4 separate regions of the Danio rerio genome follow, and all the other regions are linked to region 3. Evidence: chromatin contacts called from public Hi-C and HiChIP or PLAC-seq data. All regions are on one chromosome and are shown on one strand. Each heading gives the region's core, a stretch centred on a gene start, on an enhancer-like site or on the middle of the called end of the contact. The rest is flanking DNA. Distances are from core to core; before and after follow the strand shown.

Region 1 (3,270 bases), core at 77-2,576, 190 kb after region 3:
AATATTAAAAATTTACTAGAAGCATTATTATTATTATTATTATTATTATTATTATTATTATTATTATTATTATTATTATTATTATCATCATCATCATCATCATCATCATGGCGATGCAGTGGCCCAGTAGGTAGTGCTGTCGTCTCACAGTAAGAAGGTCGCTGGGTCGAACCTCGTCTCAGTTGGCGTTTCTGTGTGGAGTTTGCATGTTCTCCCTGCGTTCGCCTGGGTTTCCTTCGGGTGCTCCAGGTTCCCCACAGTCCAAAGACATGCGGTACAGGTGAATTGGGTAGGCTAAATTGCGTGCGTGTGTGTGTGTGTGTGTGTGTGTGTGTGTGTGTGTGTGTGTGTGTGTGTGTGTGTGTGTGTGTGTGGGTGTGTGTGTGTGTGTGTGGGGGTTTGTGTGTGGATGTTTCCCAGAGATGGGTTGCGACTGGAAGGGCATCCGCTGCGTAAAAACGTGCTGGATAAGTTGGCGGTTCATTCCGCTGTCGCGACCCCGGATTATTAAAGGGACTTAAGACAAGAAAATGAATGAATTATTATTAGCTATATACTCCATTGTAATATTTAAGGCAACACTGTAAAAAATATATGATCAATTAGTCCTGACAGCAAATGTTTTTAGTTTGTTCTAACTTATTAAACTAAGTTAATCATGTTCTAACTAAATTTTATACGTTACGCAAGCTGTTTAGGTCAGTTTAACATAATACAAGTTCAAACTCACACGGTTAATTTGATTCAACTTAAAAATTAAGGCAACTAGGGCGTTTTTCAGTGAAAACACTAGCCTACGTGTAATACAGTTATGAAAAAATTAAAGTATATGGCATTTTAAGTAAAATAAAAGTCTTTGGCGATACAAACTGACAAAACATTTGCATAAAAACAAGAATATTTGCTAGAATTTTCTCTAGTGAAATAAACTATTTATATGCCCTGGATTTGTTTATTTTCTTTAAACCATGGTTTCTGGAAACTTATTGTGAACGAAAGTGTTATTACAAACTAATAAATGTGTTTTATAGCATTTGTTTGGTCCTTTGTGTCTATTTGAGTTTGTACTACAAGCCCGACAGCTTTGCTGCTTGTTTTAGAATTAAAGGGGCCGACGTGTTGACCTTCGGCCGACGTCGGCCCAACGTATGTGTGCTGTCTGGGTATTGGTGAGAGAATAGTTACTGTGAACCAATCATATTGTTCCCTCATTAATATTCTGCATAGATTTTCATATATTTAGTGTTAATCTCGAGAGGGTGTGGCTAGGTCTGTCATTGGTCACTGAGGGCCAATGACATTTTCAAAGCCGAGTCTCCACCTCCATGACCAAATGAATGGGCGTCTACTGTTGAGTCTTCAAAAAGTGATTGGTCACAATCCATAAAGGTGGGTGGAGACTTATAAAATATGGTTTTAAACAGGAGCGTTCAGTAGCCAATCATATTTAACTCTTTCTGTTCGGAATTCATCAATACAGACAGTCGGTGCCTGTCGAAGCAGATCTGCACTGATTATTTATCCAGATCAAGTAGAACTAGTTGTATTTATTTAAAGTCTTGTAATAGATATATGGGTTATTTTCTGTTTAAAACAAGCTACAGACAAGGTTAATAGTTATTATAGTTTTAATAGCAACCGACTAACATTAATCAAATAGTCGTTTTAATTGGGCTACATTTTGTACATTTAAATTTTCAAAGAGGGCATTTCATTTTTTTCTTTTTTGAAATTTTAGAATATACAAGAGCGACACTGTAACAAATAAATTACAATTATTTAGTCAAGAGCGACACTTTAACAAATATCTGACAAATTATTAAGTCAAGTAGAGCGACACTGTAACAAATATCTGTCAACGAACAGTTTTAGAGTCAACAAGAGCTACACTGTTACAACAAAGTAACACTTTTCTTAAAAGTTACATTTTCGAACTTTTCAATGTTAAAAGTTGCTGAAAGAAAGCTAAAGCTCACATAATGCAATTCAAAAGCATAAATAAATGGAGAAAAACAGGAATCTTAAAATACGCAAAACTGCTAATTTAAGAATATTTTAAAGTGTAGGCTTTACGATTAAAATAATAACGAATAATGATTTAGCCGATACATTAGGCTATACTGATTACAAGTTTGATACCGTTAACAATTTACAAAATCAGTATTTTTAACATCATTGTTTATATAGTAGTTAACCACCTATTCTGTAATATGTGGCAATACGTGGTGTAATGATAAAGGTGATGAATAGGCCTATAGCTTAATAATAGCCTAGCTGATAATTAGTAAAGGGAAAATAATTTCCAAATTAAAGAAAAAAATAAAATGAATTAAAGTTGGTTGTGTTGAAAAAAAATTGTTGGAGCATATAGCATTGAATTATTTGAGGTGAAATCGCTGGGGAAGCAGTAGATTCCTGCTTGTTTATATAATAATTTCATTATTTAAAAAATGGGTAAAGTGCATGCGGTGTTAGAAAAAAACCAAAACAAATATGCAAAAAAAATTGTGGCATGGTAATCATCTGTTTATAAGCATAATGCTTTAAACGGAGGAAATTAAATTAATCATAATAAGCCTATTTCCAATCGCATATATATATATATATATATATATATATATATATATATATATATATATATATATATATATATATATATATATATATATATATATAAAGACAATAAAGATACTAAATTATGTTAGACTATTATCTCAGAAATATCTTCATAGGCAGATCTATGTTTCTATAGGCTATGAGTTTGAAGCTTCCACATAGTGGATGTCATGACCGTTTTATTTTTATAACGTCGTTTTATTTTTGTATTTATTTCGGCTACAAACAATTGTGAAACATGCTAACAGAGATAGCAGTACTGGATAGAGGGATGTGTCGTGAACAGATGTGTAGGTTGATAAGCTCTGGTGCTGACTGGTTACATTCTTACAGCCTTTTCATATCTGTGTTTGTTCTCTTGCCGTTAGCTTTTTCCCTTTCATCTCCCACTTCTTGTGTTTAGTTTATGCATATAAGCTACCTGACCCATAGCCTATCGATGTGCCTTCACCATTCTACTTACTTCTTTATATACAAAAGCAACAGTATATATATATATATATATATATATATATATATATATATATATATATATATATATATATATATATATATATATATATATATATATATATATATATATATATATATATAATAAAAAAATGAAATTACATTCTTATGTAAAACCCATAGCTTTCTAACAGTCAGCTCTAA
Region 2 (3,451 bases), core at 797-3,296, 240 kb before region 3:
TCTTTGCATACTAGTAAATATACATTGTTTTTACGACACACAAACTGCAATAAAAAAATTAATATAAACAAATGAAATAAAACTCTAAGAATATATATTTTATTTTATTGGGATTAATTGGAGCAATAGGTCTATAGAGTATAGAGAAATAAATTAAACAACTGCACCTGTTTATCTTGATATCTCTGCTCGTTTTATTGAATGTTACCAAAAAATACAGGTCTGGATTTTAGATATGATGTCTCAGTGATTGTTTTAAATACTGGTGAATTAATTCTAATTTATAATATGATTTTAATATACGTTGTAGAATCAAAACACAAAACACGCAAAACTTTGTTCAGAAAATGCTTTATTAACAAAATAAACACAATAGATTATTGAATTGCTCTGACAAAGCACAAATAAAAAGTAACTAAAATATTCATATAAATTGTATTAATAATTTCGTATAAGAATCACTATTTACAAAGATATGATATTTGTGTAATTGAAAAAAAAACTATATTCAAGAAAGTATTCACAACACAATGTCTAAAACGTTTACATGCAGTTTACTAAAGCCAAGTGCTAATCACGCTTTACACAAAGCAACATCATCATCAACACCAACAATAACAACAACTCTTTATCCTTTTAAAAAGATGCACGAGAAAGAACAAAATGCGGCTACCTCGTTAAAGATCAACCCGTAATATAAACATTAACACTGTACATAGTCAACAATGCTTAAACGGAATTTGTTACATTGAGACAAAGGTGAAGATTTTGGGTGAGATATTGCTTTCAACCGCTCTGCAGTAATTTATTACAGAAGCAAATGAAGCTGTAAAAAACATGCAGCACGTGTTTCTATATTTAAAAAGTAAAAAAGTAAACAGGCTTTAGTTCGATGTGAGCGTTTTTGTTTTGCATGTTTACTTAGATATATATTGGCATGATTTTTAAATACGAATCTAGTTTCATTACAACAATTGGACATCTGCAATTTTACCCTCACCAGAACGCACCACGCACAATGTTTAAGCTGTTATAGAAATGTAGCATCGTTTATTTATTTATTTATTTATTTATTTATTTATTTATTTATTTATTTATTTATTTATTTATTTATTTATTTATTTATGTTTATATGTTTATTAACTTTGCTATCTTTTGCCATTGGAAAATTGTATTGACGTTTTATTTCACTAATCGGATCTTCTCGGATCTAGTGTTAGATCTACTCGTGCTAAGCATTATAGCGCACTGAACTGAAAACAAAACAAAAATGACAATTAAAGAACTTACAGTCCTTGCATGGATAAAATTTGAAGTGAAGCATTTACAGCATTGGTCGTGGAACCTCATAAAAGCCTAACAGCTTTTTGATGCACTACGTCAACAACAAACAGTAGGGGCGTTTATTGCATTTTATAGTTTGTTAAACCATTTACAACCACATTTACCATTACACCTGACGCTCAGGTCCATTTCAACATCCCCCTCTTTCTGTAAATACATTAATAGAATATTGTTGTCAAAGAATTGAATACGACTCGGCCTACCTCGCTTATTTTTGACGCGCGGGCCACAGTCAGTTCGCTTATTCCTGTAAAATTGAACGTGCTTATGAGCATTGGATGTGTTTAATCTGATACCAATTAAATCGTGTACTTTTTAAAATTGGCCGTCTAGACCCTGACATTTAAAAAAGAAGGCTCGACTTCATTAGAGATTAGGAAATTAAGGACTAAATATGCATCACTTTGGGTTGTCTATGCAAAAAAAAAAAAAAAAAAAAAAATCAATCTTTCAAAAGGGTTTGGAGTAGAGAAGTTGAGGTTGGGGGAGGGGCGGAGGCTATGCACTTGATCTGATGCAAAGCGGCAGATTTCTCATTAACTTACCCGCTTGAACATATTAATGTGCATATTCTCCCCTCCTCTCTCCCCTGGCCCCCCTTCTCTCTCCTGCTCCCTCGCGCTCGCTCCCTCTTAGCTCTCTCTCACCCGCTTTCTCTTTTTCTCTCTTTTTCATTCTCTCACTCCCTTCATATCAGAATCGCGCAGAGCGGTGTCCGTGTGGGGATGCGAGAAACCATAGTGGAACGAGGATCAGACAGAAGATGCAAATGATCATCAAAACACACCGCAAAATATGAAACTACTCATTTGCAGCCGAGTAAATCATAGAAAACTGATCGGGAACTGGCACCATTCGCCGGAATTGTGATGCTGGAACTTTACAGTGGGAACATGCCAATGGAAGCTTTAGATAAGTTGTTTTAACAAAAGGTATACACACGCAAGCCGCCCAGTAATTGGAAATCAACGCTTTGCTGCAACATTGTTACCTCAGTAACTGTGAGCTACTGCGCTTATATAAAGACATTCTATCGTAATCTCTTGAACAAAATCAGTACCACCACCAACAGCAGTAAAAGATGAGCTCATATTTCGTCAACTCTCTCTTCACTAAGTACAAAAGTGGAGACACTTTACGACCAAACTATTACGAGTGCGGATTTGCTCAGGACCTAGGGACGAGACCCACCGTCGTGTATGGTCCAGGCACCGGGGCCACTTTCCAGCATGCTCCTCAAATTCAGGAGTTTTACCACCACGGCGCATCCACGCTCTCCGCTGCGCCTTACCAGCAGAGTCCATGTGCGGTAACCTGTCACGGCGAGCCGGGTAACTTCTACGGTTATGATGCTCTCCAGAGGCAAACACTTTTCGGTGCTCAAGACGCCGACTTGGTTCAGTATAGCGACTGCAAGCTCGCCACGGGGGGCATCGGCGACGAGACGGACAACACAGAACAGAGTCCGTCGCCCACACAACTGTTCCCGTGGATGCGACCTCAAGGTGAGACAGAAAAGCCAGCCAACTGCGTTGTGTGTGTTTGTTGAAGTGACAGAACATCGAGTTAGCTCCTCGAAAACATCTCTGTGAAATTTAGCTTTACAATTGCATTTCCTGTGTGCACGAGAGGAGGGGGGCAATAGCCAGTTTTATTGTTTTATGGTGTTCAAAACTTGTGAATCACTTTACAGTTTAATGACCCTGCCATACAAAGACAGGGGAGAGAGGAAGAAGGCGAGAGAAAACCCTTTTCTCTTCTTGCTCTTTCCATGTGTGAGACTTTGCCCCACAGCTGATCTCTCACTTCTCACCCAGGTCAAAGTTTTACTGCAGCCTTTAACGACTTACAGTGAGCCCCCGAGTTTATTTCACTACACAGTTTCACAAGGATTATGTCATTTACGGCTGTGCCTAATCATTTGATCCTGTGAAATAGTTTATACTGCTTTTTGACGACTATACTGTATGGTTAGTGTTGCTCATTATTGTGTATTAGTGCTGTGGTATAGGCCTACTTATATTTGTAATGGTGGAGCTTTTAGAATAATCACTGTGTAAGACTGTGGGGAGTCTGCATTGTACAATAAAAGCCTACTCATAAACTA
Region 3 (3,054 bases), core at 40-2,539:
ATGACAAATTCAAACATTTAAAATTACTCAAATAAAAGAGATAGAATTGCAAATGAAGGATATAAAATCAAGTTTGTGATGTCAGTGTAAAAAAAGTTTCAAACAAGAGAAAATCTCAATTGAAAGATATCAAGTTAAAAAAATAATGAGTAGTACAGTTGCAGCAGAGTTAAAAATTCAGAAGGGTGGAACCTTGTTTTGACGTGTAATTTTTGTAAATCACTCCAGATTGATAAATACATGTACAAGTATATGTTTTTGGGTGCTTGTCAGGGTAGTATAAATATACAAGACATATTTTAGTGCTGCATAAATGGCATAATTGAGACTGTAATACAGTTACAAGGAATAATAGCAACTTCAAAAGACACAATCACAATTACAGGAAAATTATTTTATTACGTAAATAAATCTGCAAAAGATTGCAAATGTTTAGGTAAATCCACTTGTGTTGCCATTCCATGTGAATAAGTGATTAATGTGTTTTATAGTACAGGACGCTTCAGATACGAGAGAGCACGTGATCAGAGCTCAGAAGACTGTATGAGAAGATGAAGTGATGTCAAAATCATTACAGCATGGTGGAAGTAATTTCTTTTAGCACTTTCAACTTTTAAATGCATTTTTTTGTTGTTGTTGCATTAGCTCAAAAATAGCCTTATGAACAAAAAAACAACAACTTTAGTTTTCATTGAGACTTTAAAAATTCATGGCAGAAAAGAAAATCTAACATTGCAAGAAAAAACTGCAATAAGTAATAACAATAGCAGAAATTCTGTGAGAAAAAAAACAATTGTGCAAAATTATTGCAACTAATGTGAAAATACAAATCACACACACAAAAAACTGCAAACTACTAATATTGAATCAAATAAAAAGTCACAATTCTGAGGTCAAAATGTTGCTAATAAATCTGCAAGTAAAGTAAGACGGTACAGCTGAGAAAGATAAATGATTAGCTAAATTAATTTATTTCATATAAACCCGTGTAGGAACTCTACGTAAACTTGCACTACAAAAGGAAAACCTGCAACTTGACATGCTTTTACAAGTCTATACTTCATGTATTTCTGATCGTTGAAAGGTTTGAAACTCAGCCAACAACTCTAATCTCTCTCTTTTATTTATCAAGACACAAAGAGCTGTGTGTTTGTTTACGGCTATGTGTGTCAAAACTCCTGTAACATTCCAAGCGAGGTCACGGCTGGGTTAAGGAGGGGTCAGAGGTTCTCCGTGAGTGTGTGTGTGTGTGTGTGTGTGTGTGTGTGTGTGTTCAGCAGAAGAATGTCAGAGGCCCACTGGCCATCAGTCTGCTGGGGAAGGAGGGACAGACTGGAGGGGAGCGGAGGTGAAGGATGGGAGTTTGGGGTGAAGGGGAGGTGAGGGGGCACTCAGGGAAGGTCAAACGGCGGTCAAATACAAAACACACTCACAGTCGAACCAGTCGGTCCAGCTCGCCCTACATTCCAACTTACCAGATGACCATTTCCTTTTCACTCACACACTCACACACAGAGCTAGAGGCTATTTTTAGTGTTCTTACAGAAAGAAAACTAGGGAATGTGGGTGGCAAATCCCACGGTGCCCTTCAGCCCCCCTCTGCCTCGCCCTGTACAATGGCAGAGCCTGAATCCCCATGAATGAATGAACACAACATGCAACCCGCATCCTAAACTGGTATCAATGCACAAAGCGTGGTCTTCTCTTCCAGACTGGCACATAGCAGAAGACCCCCACTGTCCTTAACACCCCCAGCCACACATAATCTGACCCCCGTCCAGCCCTGATGGCTAAAAAATGAGACCGACCTTTGAACTGAAGTCGCTCTCTCTCTCTGTGGGCGCAGATGACAGACCACAAATCAGACTCGTCGTGCAAAGCATGTGGAGATTTCACTTCATAGAGCTGTGTTAATCTGCTTTAAGTGTACCTGAATAACACCTCAATTATTAATTAGTTAACACAGTTAATAATGTCTTGTAGAATCTACAGTAACTCTCTAGCAGCAGTTCACCAGTAACTTACTGTAAATTGTTTACAGCTAAAATACTGCATTTATGTTTAAAATACTTTTTATCTTGATGTATAACAGTTGACGTCATAATTATTAGCCCCCCTTTAAATGTTCTTTTCTTTTTCAAATATTTCCCAAATGATGCTTAACAAAGAAATTTCCACAGTATGTCTGATAATATTTTTTCTTCTGGAGAACATCTTATTTGTTTTATTTCGGATAGAATAAACACAGCTTTACATTTTTTTAAAATCATTTAAGGTCAAAATTATTAGCCCCTTTAAGCTACATTTTTTTCGATTGTGTGAACAAACCATCGTTATACAATAACTTGCCTAATTACCCTAACCTGCCTAGTTAACCTAATTAACCTAGTTAAGCCTTTAAATGTCACTTTAAGCTTTAAAGAAATGTCTTGAAAAATATCTAGTCAAATATTATTTACTGTCATCATGGCAAAGATCAAATAAATCAGTTATTAGAAATGAGTTAAAACTATTATGTTTCGAAATCTGTTTTAAAAAATGTATTCTAGGCTAAAAAGTCTGACTTTAACTATGAATTTAAGTGTTATTTATCTTTACAGTATAGTACACAGTCATTTTTACAGTGCAACTTTAAAATACAGAAACATCCTGCATATCTGTCATACACCAAATACAGTTCATACTACAGTTAAATACTGTGTAATTTACAAAGATTGTTAACGGTGTGTGTGCTCACATATTTGTGAAAAAACAACTGAAAAATTCCAAAAATTAATCCAATAGTGCTAGTAAATTTAGCAGTGAAAATACAGTAAAAGCTTAACTGGTTAATGGTACTATAAGTTGCCTTACTAAATGGGGAAAAAAACTATATTCGGCATAGTGTAATCACATAAAGTAAAATAAAAGTAAAAACAAAAGATCTTTTACAGCATTTATTAGGCTTTGACATTAATGTTTATAATTGATTAGAGTTTAAAAAATAATAATTTTGGATATAACTATAATGCTAAAATAAATGTTAACTAAAAATAATAAATGCTGCGGAAGTAT
Region 4 (3,438 bases), core at 76-2,575, 210 kb before region 3:
GGAAGAAAATTTCGATTTTCCTCTGTTCAGTTGAGTTTAGTTGTTATCTTGAGTAAAATGAAGAAAAAAGAATCTCCAGTGTTTACTACAAACTATTAGAAAAGTTTATAAAGGAAGCACCGATCCATTAAGTGGTGAGACAGATTGCTGATATCCTTGGAGGCAGACTGTTCCAGGTGCAACAACTTGACAATGGGAAGGCGCTGTCAAGGTGAGCTGGCTTTCTCAATACCTGTCAAGAAGAAACCTGTCATCTATATATACCCTGTAGATCCGGATTTGTGTAAACAGACGCACAGTCACAAATTCGTATCTAGGGGAGTATGTAGTTGATGTATAGGCTACATTCAACTTCAACGGGCAAAGATGACGACATTTTAACATTTGGTTTGTTATTGTAATTAATACCACGACTGAACGTTTGGTGCACGAACGAAAGTTATTTTTGTAACTAGTACATTCTTTTCAGTTGTTGTGTAAATATGAAGAACGTTTACGATGTCTTGCGTATTTTGTAAGACTTTTAATATTAAAAAATGACAAAAATGACTTTGTAGAGATTTGTAGAGGTCTGCATTGTTTAGTGATTGTTTGACTATCTTGGTTTAAACATTATCAGTGAGCAAGGAGAAATATTTGTTGCTGGTGATAATAGGGGACTGAGCACATAAATTACTATTCATTGTGAGTAGATTTGGCGTACAGGACAAACGCGCCGTTTGGAGAGAAATGACTGCAGACTATGTTTAAATGCAGAAGGTCTCCTTTGTGATTTAGGAGGCTTTGTAACCTGAATTAGTTGATGAATTTTCTATCGATCTTAAACAAGCCTAGATTCATCTCTGACACGCAGCTCACGCCACGACCATTCTCTCACCATTATTAGCGAGTGCATTTAAGAGCCTGGCCAACGCGAACTCCTTGCATCACTTTCCCTTGATACCGCTTTTCATGAACACTGGTCTAAATTTTGCAGCATTTTAGTTCGCTAAATCTTAACAGATCTTTATAGAGGTAAAGTCAATGTTCTCAATCTGCAGATGAACTGAGAGGGAATGGGGGCGTGACTTTCTATGGAGCTGGTAGAATCCAGCATGCCTTTTCGCTTTGTCCGGCGTGTTATTGTTTTGATTTTACCACTATCTCATCAAAGGCACGGTAATGTATGAAAAGTATGGCATTTTTCGCTGTTCCGAAATGCAAGTAGACGAGCACGGTCTAAACTGACTAATCCCATTTCCTTATCCGGGAATCGCGAAGATCCACGCCATTGGCTGACGATGTCACATGGACCCTTAACTTTGTTCACTTGACAGAAAGTAGGAGGGTTCTACGAAACAGGAAAACGAGTAAAGGGATACATATAAATTTTAGTATATTTTGTGTGCAATTCAAAGAAATTAATGGCCATGAGTTCCTATTTGATCAACTCCAACTATGTGGACCCTAAGTTTCCACCCTGCGAGGAATATTCCCAGAGCGACTACCTACCCAGTCACTCTCCGGACTACTACAGCGCCCAGAGGCAAGACCCCTCGTTCCAGCATGAGTCGATCTACCACCAGCGGTCGGGCTGCGCCGACCCACCCTACTCATCGTGCCAGGGTCCGGGGCAGCCTGCCGCGGTTATCTCTCCGCGAGGTCACGTTCTACCCACAACCGCACTCTCGACCCCTCTCCCTGAACCAAGCCATCATTGCGACTCGGTAACTCCAAGCCCTCCGCCAGCCTGCGGTCAGACTCCCACTAGCCAAAACACTTCAACGGTCAGCTCAAGAAAAGATCCCGTGGTATACCCCTGGATGAAAAAAGTCCACGTAAACATCGGTAAGTGCAGCTGAACTTCTTTTACTAGTGTGTTTCCGTGCACCGACAGCTCGGCCACTTTAGAGAGCCTAATGTCCGGCGTTAAATCTATTGCTCCTCTTATGAAGTTGCCCTTGGTCGAGATTTACGACCGTCTGTTTGCAGGGCAATATAATTACACCCTCCATAAATTTTTATTGCACTCCTTCTTTAAGCTCTTTCGGGGTCTATGCAACTTTCTCGTTCTAATTTCTTCCCGAGAAGAGTTTTATGAGTTATCATGTAATCCATAAGTTAAGTTTTATGTTTCAGTAATTTGATTTTAAGTGACTGGACGGGTTAATGTGTTGGCTACTTTATACTTCCACTTTACAATTGTTAGTAAAAAAAGTGCTGGTAAAGAAGTTTTATGGAGAGGTAAAATATTCACAGTTATGAGGAAGACAATAAAAGACTAATGGTAATACAAACAATCGCACTCTTTTATGAACTATTATTATACCATAATTAGCGCATGTACTAGCTGCCATGGTGTGCGTAAAAAAGGGGGCACATGTAATGTTTGCAAAATCATTAGTCGTTCGTAACCAGACATGCTGTTTCTCGTAGTATACATGCTGATCATGTATTTTTTTTAGAATTTCTTATGGAACGTGTAACATTAAATCAGCACACATTGTCCCGATCCCAAATGTTATCCTAAATAGACAATGACCTTTTTTGTTTACCATTTTGCATAATCTAATCTTTTAACAGTCGCGTATTTACTTGCAAATACATGCAGATCGTTTTCTTAATGTTCTTAAAAATATATAATACTTTATTATTGTAGCGTGTGCATCTAATTTGAATTTAAGAATATCTAGCTTCTTCAATGTGTGGGGCTGTGTGTGTGTGGGTATATGTGTGTGTCTGTTTGTGTTATACGTTCTGTAACGTGTCGCTTTTTCTATCCCAACAGTGAGCCCGAACTATTCAGGGGGTGAACCAAAGCGCTCGCGCACAGCGTACACGAGGCAGCAAGTCCTGGAATTGGAGAAAGAGTTCCATTACAACCGCTATCTGACCCGCAGAAGAAGGGTGGAAATCGCCCATACACTATGCCTATCTGAACGACAAATTAAGATTTGGTTTCAGAACCGGCGCATGAAGTGGAAGAAGGACCATAAGCTTCCGAACACCAAAATACGCAGTAACTCTGCAAGCACTAATTCAAGCGGCTGCCCGACATTGTGCAGCAATCAGAGCCGAGCAAGCGGACCTCCGCCAAGTCTATAGCCCTCCACTGATGACCAAGCACGTACAATTATAAAAGAAACATTTTCTGGAGTGTAGAACGTGGATTTTACCCGCGTTGTGTCTCCCTACTCTCCCCTGCACATTAGAAACAGGGATAAAGTACGAGCAAGATGTGTGGGAAAGGGCAAAGTAATGTTCATCTCTTTTAAACACTAAAATGGGTGAAGGCTTGAACACAAATGCCACTACAGATGGGCTTGCCTTCCTAGTCTGGTTCCCATTTTATCCCGCACGCCTCTCCTGCTAACTCGCCCCTTCCATAAGCACAGAAGGCGGCAGATAGTTTTCAGATTTGGTGAAGATGGATCCGCGTTTCATCTTTAATCACGCCAA

The links. Hi-C and Micro-C count contacts between places; a contact is called where the count stands out from the background. HiChIP or PLAC-seq counts read pairs in DNA pulled down with a chosen protein or histone mark.
Region 1: a contact with region 3 is called in a Hi-C map of embryo, with 2.1 times the contacts expected there. The contact joins two enhancer-like sites. A contact is called at or near these places in 2 of 18 Hi-C or Micro-C datasets (embryo and an unstated tissue).
Region 2: a contact with region 3 is called in a Hi-C map of hematopoietic stem cells, with 4 times the contacts expected there. The contact joins the promoter of hoxb8a here to the enhancer-like site in region 3. A contact is called at or near these places in 3 of 18 Hi-C or Micro-C datasets (embryo, hematopoietic stem cells and an unstated tissue) and 1 of 4 datasets of contacts at active chromatin or transcription factors (gastrula embryo).
Region 4: an H3K4me3 HiChIP or PLAC-seq map of embryo shows a contact between it and region 3, with 2.7 times the contacts expected there. The contact joins the promoter of hoxb4a here to the enhancer-like site in region 3. A contact is called at or near these places in 5 of 18 Hi-C or Micro-C datasets (caudal fin, embryo, fibroblasts and 1 more) and 3 of 4 datasets of contacts at active chromatin or transcription factors (caudal fin, embryo and gastrula embryo).

Annotation. Positions count from the first base shown.
Region 1 is chr3:22,851,580-22,854,849 of GRCz12tu, forward strand. copz2 (COPI coat complex subunit zeta 2) reads left to right here. Exons shown (of 10, transcript NM_131507.2): 10 at 1-1,032. Among named protein-coding and RNA genes, the nearest start is that of dre-mir-152, 16 kb to the left of the region's middle. Within about 2 kb of position 1,327, at least 44 of the 62 cell types and tissues checked have an H3K27ac peak or open chromatin away from gene starts, as enhancers often do.
Region 2 is chr3:22,425,795-22,429,245 of GRCz12tu, forward strand. hoxb8a (homeobox B8a) reads left to right here and starts at 2,047. Exons shown (of 2, transcript NM_131120.1): 1 at 2,047-2,849. The coding sequence starts at 2,426.
Region 3 is chr3:22,666,387-22,669,440 of GRCz12tu, forward strand. No RefSeq gene overlaps it. Among named protein-coding and RNA genes, the nearest start is that of cbx1a, 130 kb to the right of the region's middle. Within about 2 kb of position 1,290, at least 19 of the 62 cell types and tissues checked have an H3K27ac peak or open chromatin away from gene starts, as enhancers often do.
Region 4 is chr3:22,460,265-22,463,702 of GRCz12tu, forward strand. It overlaps hoxb4a (homeobox B4a), which reads left to right and starts at 1,326. Exons shown (of 2, transcript NM_131118.2): 1 at 1,326-1,827; 2 at 2,768-3,438. The coding sequence starts at 1,404. The coding sequence ends at 3,084. The region is part of intron 1 of hoxb3a (homeobox B3a); the gene reads left to right. mir10c (microRNA 10c) reads left to right here and starts at 247; the gene lies at 247-341.